Linked DNA regions of Mus musculus: region 1 is linked to region 2. The links are chromatin contacts, called in public Micro-C maps. All regions are on one chromosome and are shown on one strand. Each heading gives the region's core, a stretch centred on a gene start, on an enhancer-like site or on the middle of the called end of the contact. The rest is flanking DNA. Distances are from core to core; before and after follow the strand shown.

Evidence for each region. A called contact is a pair of places that touch in the nucleus more often than the background predicts.
Region 1: a Micro-C map of muscle stem cells shows a contact between it and region 2, with 2.2 times the contacts expected there. The contact joins the promoter of Appl1 here to the enhancer-like site in region 2. A contact is called at or near these places in 6 of 484 Hi-C or Micro-C datasets (the AML12 cell line, B cells, Sertoli cells and 3 more), 3 of 115 datasets of contacts at active chromatin or transcription factors (bone marrow-derived macrophages and embryonic stem cells) and 3 of 9 other capture datasets (adipose tissue, liver and pancreatic islet).

The regions. Positions count from the first base shown.
Region 1 is chr14:26,969,228-26,973,587 of GRCm38.p6, forward strand. It overlaps Appl1 (adaptor protein, phosphotyrosine interaction, PH domain and leucine zipper containing 1), which reads right to left and starts at 1,324. Exons shown (of 22, transcript NM_145221.2): 1 at 1,174-1,324. The coding sequence starts at 1,227.
Region 2 is chr14:26,908,734-26,913,080 of GRCm38.p6, forward strand. It overlaps Asb14 (ankyrin repeat and SOCS box-containing 14), which reads left to right. Exons shown (of 10, transcript NM_001170748.2): 7 at 2,564-2,735; 8 at 3,078-3,621. Among named protein-coding and RNA genes, the nearest start is that of Asb14, 16 kb to the left of the region's middle. Within about 2 kb of position 2,623, at least 19 of the 459 cell types and tissues checked have an H3K27ac peak or open chromatin away from gene starts, as enhancers often do. A contact at or near this core is called in adipose tissue, muscle stem cells and pachytene spermatocytes, where this site is marked.

The sequences.
Region 1 (4,360 bases), core at 74-2,573, 59 kb after region 2:
ATAAAATTCTTCTGACTAACACAACCACAAAATTGTAGCAAATCATCTGAAATAAATATATCTTAAGGCTTTACACTGAAAAAATCATTACGCACAATTTAAACTACGAGATAAACAAATATGTGGCTTTCTCTTTCTCACATTATCTGATAAGAGTACATTACCTCCTAGCAACTGGCCTATAAAGATTGCCTTCAGAGAAAAGAATAAATCAATTCTACAATCAGAGCACAATTCTAACTTTGAAATAAAAATTGGCACAAAATCCATGACAAAAGTGCCATCCAGGAAAACAAGCGCTAGCTCTTCTCTTTTCCTCTTTTTGGTTGGAGGGCCACTTATTAAACTACAAATGCCTATGAAGTATGTACTTCTCAGCAAGCAATATTTTTAAAAATCTACCTGCAACACTGTTTTATATCCCTTACTATACATAAAGGCTGGCGTAAAGATGAAGTTTACACAAGTTAGAGGCTCCAACACCTTTTAAAACACAATTGATGTCATTAAGTACTGAAAAAGAAATCCAACGAATCGTTTTATTTTTCCCAAACTGTCTTCAGCCAGAGCAACCACACCAGCATCATCCCTAACGCACAAAAACAGGGCTTTCATTTTGATGAGTTTATTCGGGCCAATCTGCTACCCAAAGCTCAGCCTCCTCGAAGCAGCGTAGGCGCCTTCCGTCACCCGCAGTGCACAGCTCAAGTGACAGCCACCAGCCTGAGACTCGGGCACCGACACAGCACGGGGAGCAAGGCACGCACTCCTGCTTCCACCGGCGTTGCACACTCCGCCTCGCAGACCCTTCCTAAGAAAACTAGCCACTGCCGTCCCCCCGAATGCCGGGCCTCCTCCGAAAACGCCACGAACAGGACTTATCTCACATCCTATCATCGCGATAAAAACAGCACCTCCCGTGAAATGCAAAGGCGACTCGGCGCGGACTCAAACGCCAGGCCCCACGGGAGACAGTGACGGCCGCTCGGTCTCCGGGCCGCCCGTGGCCCAGCCGCGCGAGTACGCGCGGGCCTCCAGCCCGGCCCGGGAGTGTAGGGCGCGGCCCCGGCAGACAGCGACCCCGGGCGGCGGCGCCCACCTGGGCCACGGGCACCTGAGGCTCCAGGCCCGCGCTAGGCCGCGCGCTCTCCTCAGCCGCCGCTCGCGCCTCACCTGCGGACTGTCCTCCAGGGTCTCTTCAATGGGCAGCTTGTCGATCCCCGGCATCGTGGCGAAGGCTGGGCGGCGGCAGGACACTCGGCAGCCGCCCACAGCTCCGCGCGTGGCCCCGCCTGCTGCAGCTGACCCGGCCCGCCCTCTCGCAGGCGCCGCCGCCCCAGCCCAGAGCTCAGCGGCCGCCGCGCGGGAAATCCCGCCCCCCCTAGGCCCACTAGCCCCGCCTCCAGCTCACCCATTGGCTCGCCGCGACGTCTGTCACCGCTACGGGGCTGACCGGGAATTCCTCCCCGACCGCGGGTTCTCTACCAGAGCAGTGGCCGTGCGGGCCGAGCAGTGTGGGGATGTCGACCTCCGTCGTCGGGCGCGCGTAGTTGAATACGTAGGGGGCTGTCTGAGTCACGCTAGCGCACAGCTAACCTGAGCCCGGAGTGAAGACCGCCGGAGGGGACCTGAGGCAGTTTTACTTCTGCACCATATTTCGTCAGCAACCAAAGAAAAAAAATCCCTACACCTAGCGTCATAACCTTCCCAACCCTGCTCCAAGTTTTCAATCTTATCTCCTGCAAAGAGCGTTAACTCACAAATCTGTGGAATCCGAAATTGTGTCATTAACGGGGTTTACAGTTAATTTGGAGTAGTAGACCCTAAACTTTTTTTTTTCTCCTGGACACCTGCCTATCGGCATCAGTTTAAAACCCTTGATTTTGTTGACAAATCATTAGTTCTTACCTCGTCTTCAAGTTTGTCATTGCTGAAAATACGACCACTATATTTCTTGTATATCACAAAGGAAAACTTTTTTTTAATAAAAAAATTTAAAGATACATTTATCGGAGGACTTCCTTCCGTCATTAAAGGGCTTCTCTCGCAAACCGATTGTCAGGTTTGGCAGGACTCAAAGAACTTCTCTGGTCTCCTTGACTGTAGAGTGAAGCTCACACAGTTGGAGATTTGACATGTAAGGACTAGGCTAACACTGTTTTGTTGTGTTGTGTTTTATGGATTCAGCCTTGATGCACCCTTTTCTCCAGCTTCACACGTTATTTCTCTGAAGTGTTGTACAGTGAGTTTACCGATATGCAAAAAAATTGGCAAAATCATTAATATCTCCCAAAAAAATCTACCCATTAGTCCACTAGTCCATTCCACTGTCATTCAAAGAGTACGATAAGCTGGGAGAAGAGTATTAGCTTCCTGCTTCTCCAGCTGCTTCGACCCAAATCCAGACACTGGAGCAAATCCAAATATGGTAATGAAGAGGAAGCTGTGAGTTTACCAGATTTTCCCCATGGTCTCTTGAAAGATAAAAACTTTGTTTCAGAAGTTTTTTTTTTTTTTTTAAGATTTATTTACTTATTATATGTAAGTACACTGTAGCAGCCTTCAGACACTCCAGAAGAGGGAGTCAGATCTTGATTCGGATGGTTTTGAGCCACCATGTGGTTGCTGGGATTTGAACTCCAGACCTTTGGAAGAGCTCTTACCCACTGAGCCATCTCACCAGCCCCATTTCAGACGTTTTATGGTAGACTTGAATTATAGTTCCACGGAATTACCTTCAGTGGTATAGCCATTTTATGCGAATCCATTCCTTAAATTCTCTATCAAATAGTCACCCTCCTGAAGAGATCTTTAGTTTTGAAGAAAGATGGTTTGGAGCCAATTCTTCTGTTGTATGAAAGGTTCCCACTTGTATTATGGGTATTTTCTTTCTTTCTTTCTTTCTTTCTTCCTTCCTTCCTTCCTTCCTTCCTTCCTTCCTTTCTTCTTCTTCTTTGTTGTTGTTGTTGTTTGGTTTTTTTGGTTTTTTTCAAGACAGGGTTTCTCTGCATAGCCCTGGCTGTCCTAGAACAAACTCTGTAGACCAGGCTGGCCTTGAAATCAGAAATCTGCCTGCCTCTGCCTCCCAAGTGCTGGGATTAAAGGCATGCACCACCACTCCCTGGCAGGTATTTTATTCTTGATATTTCTTTCTTACTCAGCTACTACGAGCACAATGCACCTGGCTGTAAAGAGGCAAAACTTTCAAGTAAGGTGTGTTGACACATGTCCATATTCCCAGCATTCAGGAGGCAGAGGTTCAAGGATCCTTGCAAGCTGAAAGCCACCTAGTCTAGAAGACCAGCCAGGACTACACAGTGAGACAGACCAGGGTTACTCAGGGAGACAGACCAGGACTGCACAAAGAGACAGACCAGAACTACTCAGGGAGACAGACCAGGGTTACTCAGTGAGACAGACCAGGACTACACAGTGAGAGAGAGAGACCAGGACTACACAGTGAGAGTCTGTGCCAGAGAGAGATGGGGAGAGGGGGATAGAGAAGGAAGAAGAGAAAGCTTTCAAGATAGTGACCTTCTTGATTAACCTGTAATTTGTAAAAGGAAAGAAAAAGAGGATAAGGATAATTAACAATAATTAGGAATGATAATTAGCAAAGAATGAGAAACACACTGGTGGTGGTGTAACAAGAGGAATTAACCAGCAGCTTGGTCAACCCAAAAGGGAGGAAGAGGGAGAGGGAGAGGGAGAGGGAGAGGGAGAGGGAGAGGGAGAGGGAGAGGGAGAGGGAGAAGGAGAGACTCTATTTATCATCAAATTAAATAATTCTCTTTGTTGTCTTTCTGAACTGTTCTGTAGAGTGCTCTCAAGATGCTCTTATCTTAAAGGGGCAAGAAATCCTCGCCAAGCCTAGCTGGTTATAAAATAAAAGCAGACTGTTGATGAGTTACATTAGGAATTAGTGTAGAGCTGGAGAAATAGCTCAGAAGTTAAGAGCACTGGCTGCTCTTCCAGAGGTCCTGAGTCCAATTCCCAGCAACCACATGGTGGCTCACACCCATCTATACTGCTATCTGATGCCCTCTTCTGGCACACAGGTATACGTACAGCACTCATACATAAAATAATTTAAAAAAAAAAAAAAAAGTAGTTTAGTCAGATCATAAAAATAGAAAAGCAAAGTGCCCATAACTTTGGCTGACTGAATACCCTGGTCATCCAAATGTATATTTTCACTTATTATTTTAAAACAGCTCTAAAGCTGAAGAATTCATATTTTCTTTTGATAAAAAGTTAGTGGGGTTTTGCTTTGTTTAGTTTTGGGGGGAGGAAGGAGTTTGTTTGTTTTTTTTTTTAAGACAGTCTCTTATAGCCCAAGCTGGCTTTAAATATGTAACAA
Region 2 (4,347 bases), core at 1,373-3,872:
AATCACATTGTTTTGCTACCCTGTGTGATCACAGCAGCTATGTGGTGTGGTGGCCCTCACCTTTAATTCCAGCACTTGGGAGGCAGAGGTAAGCAGATCTCTGTGAGTTCGAGGCCAGCCTTGTCTACAGAGCTAGTTCCAGGACAGCCACGGCTATTACGCAGAAAAACCATGTCTCTAGCCAGGCGTGGTGGCACACACCTGTAATCCCAGCACTCGGGAGGCAGAGGCAGGCGGATTTCTGAGTTCGAGGCCAGCCTGGTCTACAGAATGAGTTCTAGGACAGCCAGGGCTACACAGAGAAACTCTGTCTTGAAAAAAACCAAATTAAAAAAAAATGTCTCAAAAAACAAAAACCAAACAAACAAAAGTAAGCTTGGGTCTGGAGAGGTGCACACATGTCTTAATTGCCTTTATTGTCTATTAGCTGTGTGCCTTTGGGGGAGTTAACCCAGAAGACCTGAGTTGTGTCACCTTTAAGTGAGAACCTGCTTCTGAGGTTGGTGGTGAAGTTAGAAATTCTTTACTTTTGTTTATCTTTGATTTTGAGACAGAATCTCTTTATGTAGCTCTTGCTGTCCAGGAACTTGCCATATAGACCAGGTTGGCCCCAAATCCAGAGATCCACATGTCTCCACCACCCAATGCCTGGCTGAGAATTTCTTTTTAATTACATGTGTCTCTCTCTATGTGTGTATATGCCGTAAGTGTCAAAGAAGACTGGAAAGACAGCACTGGACCCCCACAACTAGAATTAAAAGTGGCTGTGAGCCACCCAACCTGGTACTGGAAACTGAATTCCAGTCTTCTGGAAGAGCAGCAAGCGCTTTAACCACTGCTCTCTCTCTAGTCCCAAGTTTAGAAATTTTTACACAGATAAAGGGACTGGGACATTGTTAACACTCAAAAACCATTTATTAGATTGCTTAGTGCATTCTAGGAACGCGGGTCTTGTGCAGCCCTTGTGATAAGGAGTCTGTTCTAAAGTAAAGGCACATCCTTCCATTGAGATATAAAGATGCTCAGATGTGCTCGGCTTCCCTGAGACATTGATGTAGACTTCTTTCTTTTCTTCACCTTCCCGCTCCCCTCCCAGTTGCTGCCCTAGATCTGGAGGGCACTTACCCTACAAACATGGGTACACTTATCCTTGTAGCTATCAAAGTTAGGGGCTGGACAGATGGTTCAGCAGTTACAAGCAATTATTGTTCTTGCAGAGGACCAGGATTTGGTCCCAGTCACAACCATCAGTAACTACAGTTTCAGGGGATTCGATGCCCTCTTCAGACCTCTGTGAGCACCATACATGCATGAGATGCACATGACATGCAGAACACTCATATGCATAAATAAATATAAAAACAAAACAATTAGCACCTGTGATAGTAAAGTACTAAGAATCAAAGGTGATATAAAATATGGCTCCCTTTTCTCGTGTTATCTACATCAACTAGTTGGGGAAGAAAACCACGGGATAAAAGTAGTTTCTAAATAACGGTTCGGTTGGCTTTCAGTGTAGTTTAGTATGTCATTTGGCACTTGGGACTCCAGTAAGAATACTTGGTAAAAGGCAGCTTTCTTTCTAGGCTGTCTTATATAAGCCACCCTAATCCATAACTCACTTGCATGGAGAGTGGCATTAAGAAGCAACTATATATTTACCATGTCTTTTAACAGTACTTTGATGAAAGGGGACATTTGTAATTTTTAAGTTATTAGAGACTGTGGGCCTAGGTACCAGAAGTTTTCCACGGAGACCTCTATCCAGGCCGGGTGGGAAAGCCCCAGTGAGGGAAATGAGTGCAGGCAGGGAGATAGACGAAGCCTCTGCTACGCCTTCCAGGTAACTCAGAGCCTGGATCAGTGAAAAGCCAACAATCCAGTGAGGAATGAGGCGGAACTTGGGCGCAGCTCTTCGGGAGAGAAGATCTCTTCCCAAGTGTTACACCTCTTGGAACAAAAGCGCCAGACAAAGGAATAGTTCTCGCATTCCTTTTACTCTCTGCATGGCTCTCCTATATACAGTCCTGGCAGTGATTTAGAGTTTGACAGCAAGCCCCTCTCATTGGCTTGGGCTGAGAGTTTGGGGGAAACCTTATTTGCATGTGAGAGGGCTTGGTCCTGTTCGTTAAGGGGCTGATAGCCACGCCTCTCCTGTGGGGGGCTGTGGGGGCGGTAGCTCGACAGGAGCCAGGGTCCAGAAGACATGAGAGAACTCCTTCCGTCCCATGTAAGTGATTTATCACTACCGGGGCCTGGGGTTCAAGATCTAGCCTCGACTGGAAACCAGGCTGTCTGTGCGTAGCCCATTGCCCCACAAGAGTCTGTTTATAGTAAAAGACCCTAATTCTTCCTAGGTAAAATTGAGGACAGGTTGAGTTACTGATGGTTGTGAACTACAATGTGGTTGCTGGGAATCAAACCCTGGTCCTTTGGAAGAGCAACAATTGCTCTTAACTGCTAAGCCCTCTCTCCAGCCCCTAACTGCTTTTCAGCAGACATTAAGATTGCTTAAGTGATATAGTGAAAAGAATCTTTGCCTAATGAGACTGCTTCTTTCCAGGAGCTGACGTTCACAGTCAGGCCTCTGACTCGTCCTCTGTGTTACTTGAAGCTGTTAGAGGAGGGAATCCGGAAGCTGTGAGTCTGTTGTTAGAGTATGGAGCTGATGCCAACATTCCTAAGAGTTCAGGCCACCTGCCCATCCACGTGGCAGCTGACAAAGGCCATTTCCTGTAAGTTAAATTCTGTAATTGTAAATAACAGGAAATTGTAGTAACCAGGTTTTTTTGTTGTTGTTGTTGTTGTTGTTTCGTTTTGTTTTTAAAGAACTGCTTTCGAAATATAGAAAGCCTTGGGTCTCAGATGACTGCCGCTAATTCAGAGTTTTTAACCTAAAAGAGTGGTTCTTCTAAATTTTACTTGACATCTGAGTTTCTTAACGAAGGAACTCTCACTTCCGTTAGGTCTTAAATACTGGCTGATTAACATAGCACTCAGTGTAGGGATAACAGTATCATAAGCAGGTTAACTCTGCACCGTAACAACCTAAAGTGCACTTTGAAATTCTTCCTCAGAGCTCTAAAGGTATTGGTCCCAGTCACAGACATCGCAGCCATCAAGAAGAGCGGGATCAGTCCGGTTCACTGCGCAGCAGCTGGGGCGCACCCCCACTGCCTGGAACTTCTCATTCAGGCTGGATTTGATGTGAATTTCATGCTGGATCAGAGAATCCGTAAACATTATGATGATCAACGGAAGTCAGCCTTGTATTTTGCTGTTTCAAACGGTGACCTCCCTTCAGTTAAGCTGCTTCTGAGTGCTGGAGCTCTACCCAATCAAGACCCAGTCAACTGCCTACAGATAGCTCTTAGGATGGGCAACTATGAGCTCATAAGTCTATTACTGAGGCACGGGGCCAACGTCAACTACTTCTGCCGCGTTAACCCTTTGCATTTCCCATCAGCGCTACAATACACATTGAAAGATGAAGTCATGCTCAGGATGCTGTTGAATTATGGCTATGACACTGAGCGATGTTTTGATTGTCCTCATGGAGAAAGGGTTCATCGGTTTTGTACTTTTGAAGGCTGGACATCTACAGTTATTAAAGATACTATGGTAAGCCTACAGTACTGGCATTATTCCCTAAGCATTTATTGTCTTGTAGCGTTAGAACTGTAACAATCGGCATGATGTGCCCTTGGAAAAGCTCTGATAGTCTTGCACTCTGGCTACTTTTTCTTTGTATGATTCATTTATCTAAAATGTGTCTAAGTTCTCCATACCAGTGATCACTGGGTTTCTTTTATTATGTTTTCTAGCTCTCAGATCTGATCAGCCCATTCCTCTGGCCATCCATCCTTCTGATGAGCAGAGACCGCCACACACACACACACACACACACACACACACACACACACACACAGACACACACACATCACACACACACACACACACACACAGACACACACACATCACACACACACACACACACACACACACACATGATGAGCAGAGACCGCCACACACACACACACAGACACACACACACACCACACACACACACACACACACACACACCACACACACACACACACATAATGAGCAGAGACCGCCACACACACACACACACACACACACAGCGCACCTCTTCACTTTGCCTTACCTCCTCTGCATCTCCCTCACCTTCAACGTTTTCCAGGGCTTTTTAATGGCTTCTCCTATTTTCCAGGTCTCCAAGTGTCCTCTCCCAGAGGCCCTTCCCTGGCCATCTTAAGGACATCCCTCTCTTAATCACTCTCTTATTGTGGAGATTGGCTCTTTTATAGCCTTCATCTAGAATTA